Regions from separate parts of the Gossypium hirsutum genome. Here regions 1 and 3 are each linked to region 2. A link is a contact called in public Hi-C data. All regions are on one chromosome and are shown on one strand. The core of a region is the stretch at or near the end of the contact, and the rest is flanking DNA. Distances in the headings are between cores, read along the strand shown. Region 1 holds the start of LOC107899284 (ras-related protein RABE1a). Region 2 holds the start of LOC107899292 (pentatricopeptide repeat-containing protein At3g53700, chloroplastic). Region 3 holds the start of LOC107899291 (organelle RRM domain-containing protein 2, mitochondrial).

Evidence for each region. Hi-C and Micro-C count contacts between places; a contact is called where the count stands out from the background.
Region 1: a Hi-C map of leaf shows a contact between it and region 2, with 2.2 times the contacts expected there. The contact joins the promoter of LOC107899284 here to the promoter of LOC107899292 in region 2. A contact is called at or near these places in 9 of 34 Hi-C or Micro-C datasets (callus, hypocotyl, leaf and 1 more).
Region 3: a contact with region 2 is called in a Hi-C map of leaf, with 2.5 times the contacts expected there. The contact joins the promoter of LOC107899291 here to the promoter of LOC107899292 in region 2. A contact is called at or near these places in 12 of 34 Hi-C or Micro-C datasets (anther, callus, hypocotyl and 3 more).

What each region holds. Positions count from the first base shown.
Region 1 is chrD04:44,049,382-44,052,081 of Gossypium_hirsutum_v2.1, reverse strand. LOC107899284 (ras-related protein RABE1a) reads left to right here and starts at 1,307. Exons shown (of 9, transcript XM_041091217.1): 1 at 1,307-1,682; 2 at 1,807-1,910. The coding sequence starts at 1,838.
Region 2 is chrD04:44,264,760-44,267,459 of Gossypium_hirsutum_v2.1, reverse strand. LOC107899292 (pentatricopeptide repeat-containing protein At3g53700, chloroplastic) reads right to left here and starts at 1,313. Exons shown (of 1, transcript XM_016824960.2): 1 at 1-1,313. The coding sequence starts at 1,136.
Region 3 is chrD04:44,127,312-44,130,011 of Gossypium_hirsutum_v2.1, reverse strand. LOC107899291 (organelle RRM domain-containing protein 2, mitochondrial) reads left to right here and starts at 1,434. Exons shown (of 2, transcript XR_005912050.1): 1 at 1,434-1,756.

The DNA.
Region 1 (2,700 bases), core at 58-2,557, 220 kb after region 2:
AATTGGTTCGAATCGGATATTAACCGAAATAAATATATATAATATATATTTTTATATTAGCAATGTATTTATTGAACTATTATCTTTTATATTAATCAAAATAAATAATATATATTGTATATAATATATTTTTTGAACAATTAAAAAAAATAAAATAGATATTAGTAATAAATTTTTTTATATGTTTTATATATTTTTAATCAAAAGACAAAAACATATAAATTTCGATTAACCGACCGAATTAGTCAAAATATTTTTAAAATTTCTTTTCGATTTGATTAACAAATAAAATTGTTTTACATTTTAAATAATTTGAGTCATAGTATTCAACCCCTACCGGTGGATTGGATTTTCTACATATAATACTTCCTCATGCCTATACTGACTTCATATTCCTGTCCATTATATTTATTTACCATACCCACCACTAACCATATATTCTTCACTATCCTCGGTTCAGTTATACTATTTCTGGTAGCCTGCCACCAACATTATTATTATACTTTTTATTTATCACTTCGCATCTTATTTTTATTACAAACTTCCAACCATGTGTAATCAAGTGTGGGAACTAAAAATTCTTTTAGGAGTCCAAATTAAATTGTACAAATATAATTTTATTATTTTAATAATTTATATATTTATAATTTTTAAAATATTAAATTAATTTTTTAATATTTTTAAAGAGTTTAAAGTACAATTTTATTATTATTAATTTAAAATTTTATATATTATAAATTATATCTTTATAATTTTTAGAAGATTAAATTAATTTTTTTATATTTTTGAAGAGTGCTATTATTAATTTAAAATTTTATAAATTATAAGAAAATCTAAATGGAAATTTTTTTTTATACTGGCCTGCCACTGTGTGTAATAAATATCCTTTAAGCACCAGCAGATAAAATTACGTATAAAAGATATGCACATAAAATTACGCATCTAAGTGGATGAGTAGGGTTAATATAAGAGCAAGTTAATTAGCAGTTTTTATGTATTTGGCTTCTGTTGGTGACTTCCTATAAAGCAGGCAAATAAAATATTATGCTCAACCTTTTAAAATTATAAATGGAACATTAGGCTATTGTTTATATTCCAATCGAAATCTAGATTAGTTTTATTTAATATATTTAAAAAAAATAATTATACATACAATCACAAATAAAATAATTACATTTGATTAACTAAAATTAAAATATATAATTAGAAATATCTCTCCATACATAAACCCTAAAATATGGGTTGAATTTATAATGGTAATAATGATTCTTAAAGAGAAAAATCATTGCCCTAAATAAAATGTAGGTACATTAATTAGAGTCCTGCATCATCCTCGGTGTTAGATGCCAAAATCCAGCGCATCTATCTCCGACTAATCGGTGCCGTTTAACTACCAGCTTTAAGAAAGCCTAGTCGTTATCTTCGATCACCTATTTTCTGTCCGTTGACGAATTAAAAAATAAAAAACCGTCCGTTGGATCCACCCATATCTCATCACCCAATATTAATCCAACGGTTAGGAGTCGAATCCAAAACTTATTTCTTGAATATACTTTCTTTTCAATTTTCTTTTCCTTTTTCTCTCTTTCTCTAAAAGAAAGGTTTTCTTCAATGGCCGACCGGTGCTGACGTACCAGAGGCGCTTCCCTCCTCATTCCTCTCATCTCCTTTCACCAGATCCGGTACTGCTTTCCGTTCAATTCACCGAATCAATTTTAAAACATTCATTTCTATTTATTTTTTACCTTTTTTTTCGTTGATTATTAACGTCTCAGCTTTTCCTTTCTTTTCTTTTCTTTTTTGTAGGGTTTGTTTTCGATAAATTTCTTCTATTTCCATGGCTGCTCCACCTGCAAGAGCTCGAGCTGATTACGACTACCTCATCAAGCTCCTTTTAATCGGCGACAGCGGTAACTATTTATTTATTCATTTTCTCTCTTGATAGTTATACGTATGTATTTGCTCTGAAATTGGATCTACTCATTAAATCTACATTTTTGTGACAATTGTTTGTGTTATTTTTAAGTATTTATTCATTTTTATTTCCTAAATATGGAAAACCAAAATGTGAGATTGTCATTTGCATTTCAAGATCTTTGCTTAGATTAAACTTGATTTTAATTTTACAGATGATTTTGATACGATATTTTTTCCGTTAAGCGATGTTGATTCGAAAAGAAAAAGTCTCTTATAGTGCCTTATATGGTGAATATATGCTAATGGTATTTTTGGTATTGTCTTTTAGCTTATATTTGATAATGTATTCTGTCTTGATATAGCTTATCGCCATGGGAATATTCTCTCTATCGGTGCTACTGATTTTGAGTATCATTGCGTCGTAGCATGTTCATTTGCAGCAGGAAACTGTTTTTTAATGGTCAGAGCATTTCATCAGTCCAAATACTTTGGCAAATTTTGAGAGTTAGTTATTGTAAGTTAGAAATTAAATCCTCTAAACTTCTTAAATTTGAAAATTTGAGCCAAATTGTTGACAACTTTAGTATTTTCTGTAAACATTTGCATACTATGAGGTATACTTAATAATAATTTGCTTCTGAAGTTGTTGCATGGGTCTATAGATGATGTCAAATTTTGACAGAAAATACTAATGTAGTCAGCAATTGGATTAGGATTTTTAAATCGAAAAAGTAAGATGATTTGACTTTTAACTTTTTAAGTACGAGGACTAAATTTCAAACT
Region 2 (2,700 bases), core at 64-2,563:
TTCTCCTTACAAAGGGTGCTAATCAAAGTATTATAAGTAACAGTGTTAGGTGAACAATCCCTCGAAACCATTTGGTCTAAAACCTCCACTGCCTCCTCAATCTCACCAATTTTACACAATCCCGAAATTAAAGAGTTGTATGTGAATACATCTGGATCAAACCCTTCTCGAAGCATCACATCCATGATTTCCAAAGCATGTTCAACAAAACCTGCCTTACACAAACCATTCACCAACGTATTGAAGGTGAACTGATCTGGGTAAAACCCGTCATTCTCCGACATCTCTTGTATAAAATCCAAGGCTTCCTCAACCCTACCTTCCTTACAAAACCCGTGTACTAAAACATTCACGGTCACATTAGTAATCGGACAACCAGCCTCCACCATTTGTCCCCTAAACCTCAAAGCGCCATCCATATTACCTTCATCAATAAACCCTTGAATTATGGTGGTAAACGTTTTCTCATCAGGGGCTAAACCATAACTAGGCATTTCTTCCATCATCAAAATGGCCGGCCTAATTTGATGCGCACTACACAAAGCCTTAATCAATATGTTGAAAGTAGAAACATCAGGCTTAATCCCTCTACTAACCATCCCATCATGAGCAATTTCTACCAACTTTAACTTGTTCCCATCCACCAGAACATTCAACAAGAAATTATAAAAATGGGTGTCGGCTTTTAACCCGAACTCACCTTCCATCAGCTCAACAACATGGAGAATTTCATCGTACAAACCGAACTCGGCATAACTTTCGATAAGAATTAAGAAAGTACCTGTACGAAGCTCACAACCGGAGTGCTTCACTTGTTGTAAAATAAGCTTTATGGAATCGAAGGAGCCGAGTTTTCCAAGCTTGGTGAGGAGTTCCTCGTAGATGGATAAGTTGGGGGTGAAATTGGGTTGCTTAGAGGCCCAATCGAATAAGCGAAGAGCAGAGGACTCGTCGTTTTGGCGGCGGAGGGTGTGGAGGAGTTGAGTTGGAGTGAAGTCGTGGGAGAGAGGGAATTGGGTTTGGTTTGGTTGAGTAGATGAGAAGGAGATGGAGGAGAAAGGTGAAGTGGGTTTTTGGAAGAAAGGGAAAGGAGAGTAAGACCAAGGGTAGCATTTGAAACATGTAGAGGAAGACATGTGTGTTTTCTTTTTCCCCTTGAATTATATATGTTTTGTGCTAAGGAAGAGAGAGATTCAGCTTAGCATTCAGCAAAGCAACGAGCGACTAAGTGTGGGAAAGATTAGAGATATTTAGGGTCATTCCATGCTTCAGGTGCGTCGGTCTGACAAAGTAATCCTTTAAAACCGGAAAGACGGACAGACAGAGAGAGGAAACAAGAGCGACGTCGTTTTATCGGAGTTTAGCATTTTAGTGTCTGGCCCAACAATAAAAAGAAAACCCATTTCAGTCTCTCAGCATTAATCCGCCAATGGCAAGTTTTGGCCCATCTTGTGGGGAAGATAAAAGAAAGAAGGCAGAGTTGATTATCGTTATTTCACTCAACTCTTAGTTTTATTTGAAAACCCAGCTTAATAAAAAAAAAAAAAGAGTATGATTGCCTAATTCTTATTTAGAAGTTTAAATTTGGATATGTTGCTTGCAGTTTCACCTGAATTCTATTTCTACAAAAAGTGCAGTAATAATTATATTATAATGTAATTATAAAGAATTGTAATTCTCTAAATAAATTTGGCTAACAGAGTATAGTTACATCATAATTTTTTATATCACGTTTGGTTGTACAATTTGTAATATACAATTAAATATATTAAAAATAATATTAATTATTATAAAAACTATTAATAGAATAGTTTTTTTCATTAAATGAGTAACAAAAAATAAAATTAAATAATCATATGTATTATATTAGTCTAATAAAATAGTCGATAATACACTTACTAATAAAAATAATAAAAAAATAAACATGTAAATATATATATTGTAACACTTTTTATAACACTTTTATAACATGTTTTACAATATACTTTTTTTGTCATAACTTTAGAAATGTTTTAGGATTTAAATAATATATTTTTTATTATAATTTTATAAAATGAACATGAATTATTTTTATCATATAAACTTTTAATGTTTATAATACAATTTTAGAAATTTTTTGTCATAACCATCCTAAACACTTATACATGTTCATACTTATAATATAATTTTTATAACTTAAACTTGTATAAAAAATAATTTCTTAAAGTTAAATCATGTATAAGTGTTTAGAAAGTCATAGGATAATTGAATTTGGATATAATTATCTAGGTAATTAATCTCATTCTCATTCTCTCCCTAAGAATTGAAAAGTGTAATTGGAGCTCCAATTACACCCAATTCAATGGGATCCACTAATTACAATGGTTACCCAAACATATCGTTCATGTGTAATTACAAATAATTACACCCAAATTCAATTACTAGATAATTTTCTAAATACTACCTAAAATTTGGTGAATTAGATTAGAATTAAACTTAGTTTTTAGTTGTTGGTAGGAATGATAATGGTTGAATTTAGTTGAAATAATTTTTTTTGAATAAACAGACTGGATTTTATAGAAATACTAAAACAATCCTAGAACAAAAGAGAAAGTCCAACAAATGTCGGTTAAATCCAAAACAGAAACAAGGCCCAGCAGATAAAGACCTACATAGTAGAAAAATGAAACGACAAAACTAAAGGAAACCTAAAAACCGTAT
Region 3 (2,700 bases), core at 185-2,684, 140 kb after region 2:
CCAACAATACTCTTAAAATTACTTGTATGTCATGATGTCATTAAATTCATACATAAATTGATTCTGATTTAATAATTCTATTATGTTCATATTTAGGAAAATCTGTATGCACATAATATCATTGCACTTGTACGTAAACAATTTGATTGGATCATTAAATGTACAAATTATGATTGTATGATTAATAGTATAACTCATTTATGTTACATTTATACATAGTTGGATTCAACTAAAAAACAGTTACATTATTAATTATACAATCCATTCGGTTAAGTTGGTTGCATGATTAAGATTAATATAATTCATTCATTATATTTATGCAAAGTTGAATTTAATTGAATTAATAATTATATAATTTATTGGATTACGCTCATAATTAAATACACGTGATTTCATTTCGTTTAAGTAAAAACTTAATTTAATGAATTATCAAATTAATCGTACGCTTATAAGCTTATACAATTAATTGTATATTTCATTTGTTCACGTTTCTATCTAGCCGATTGAAATTGAATGTTCAATTTAGGGCTGAGTAAAAAAATAATTTTAAATCGAGAAATCAAGTTCAACCAGTAATTTAGTTTGGTTCGAATTTTTATAGTTCAGTTTGGTTTTAGTTAAATGATGTTATCGGATCGCATCAATTTAGTTTGGTTTCGGTTTATTTCATTAGACACCGAAAAGTTTAAAAATAAAAATGATTTAAAATTTTCAAAAAAAGGTTCAATATTTTTTTTACATATAAGTCTAATATATAAACTCATTTAAAACTCAAAACAAAACTTATTATTTCTAAATTCTTTATCATTTTATATATTTTATAATTGAATAAAAAATAACTTAAATCCAATTTCAGTGTCAATCTCTCACGAATTCATTATTTATTTATTATTTTTGTGAAAACTTTCAAGAATTTAAGTGTTCATCCTTTTTTACTTATTATGTATTGTATTCTTTTTTCTATTATTATTGTTGTTTAAACTTTAAAACATTTTATTATATTCTTAAATTAATTTAAAGTTTAATTATATTTTTAATAAATATTTATAATTATAGATTTTACAAATTATTTTTTAGATAAATATGTTAATTGAGAGTTTATGTGTAATTGAAAAAAAAATAAAATTGTCAAATAAGGCCTAAAAAGATGAAAGAAAGATAATTTTATCTAATTAAAGTTAAAAGATAATTTTATTTTGAAATTTCCAATTGTTTTGTTATTTATAAAGAATTTATTTTAATATTAAAATATATAATCATTCATTTTAAGCAAAACAAAAAAGTGAAAATTTGTCATTGCAATAATATTTATCCTAATTTATAAAGTATAAATTAGTTATAAAGTATTTATGTTATTTAGTCATTGGAAGAATGTTTATCCTTAAAGAATTTTATTATATATAATTGTTTTATTTCCTCTATATTATAAAAATGTTAGAAATAAAATTAGTTTATTATTACTCCAAACTTGGAAAACCGTCACGTCTTTGCGGGGGGTTTACCCTTCTTTCAACATTTTAAACTCCTCCTATATAAACCCTTAAACCCTAACCTAACTTAGTTTGGCTCCTTTTTTTTCAACGGCCGTCGGCTCTATCGTCTCCGTTCCGATGGCTTTGGCTTCCAGGCTCCGCCGCGTCTTCACCGTGCCTTCCACTCTTTCTTCTCGGTTCGCTGCGATTCGTCTGAATTCGACTCTCACTTCCCCCAAGCTCTTCATTAGCGGTACTTTCTCATTTCCTTTGTTTATTTATTGGTGAGTCCTTGGTTGACACTTTCATTTCCTTATTGTTTATTTCAAATTTAAAAAATTGAGATTTTGATTGGGTTAATGAAGAAGTAAAAGAAAATTGCATGAAAAATGGAAAGCCTCTTGTAAAATTAGGGGAAAAGTAATTTAGTAATCCAAAATAAATGCCTTAATAAGATGCAAAGAGAATGCTGAGGAGCGAAAATTAGAGAATGTATCCCCTTTTCTATTGAATTAAACATAAAGCATGCATCTGTTGGGGCTAATCAAGGTTTACAGGCATAACCCTATTATTATTACAAACTACCATTTCTAATAGAGGATGAGCTAAAAGTTTGGGTTTTTTGTTTCTTTACTTATTTAGTCTTTCCACTAATAATTTAGCACGTGCCTTGCCATTTGTATGAATGATTGCAGTTACTTTAATGGTAGATGAATAAGGGATTGAAATAGAAGTATCTATAGTGTTGTGGCATTATGAGACTGTGCCTTTGGACCTTCCCAGTCAAGGTTCCAAATTTCGGAATCATCTTTTGCGGTTTTAGCAACCCTGAGGAGTCCTTGAAATGCAATTGTTGGTTAAGGGCCTTTAGTCGACATTAGAATCTAGCATACACTGAAATAACATTCAGGATTACTTTTTGTTTATGTTTTATTGTTGCTTTTATGGTAGCGTTGGAAAGGGAAATTTTCATGTATATAATGTTCATCTGAGTCAGAAATGTGGGTGAGATGAAGAACGAGCAGCATTCGTGGCAGGAAAGCTCTGACATTGGGTTTGTCTCTGATATTATGTGGGTCAGATGTGTATTCTCACGCAAGTTATTGAAAGTGAGATTTTGTAAATGCGTATGAACAGAAAGTAAAGCTCCTTTTGTCCTTTCATTTTCACCTTTCCATTTAACCCAGGATCTTGTCTTTGAACCCTGTATAAATAACTAGAGCTGGCA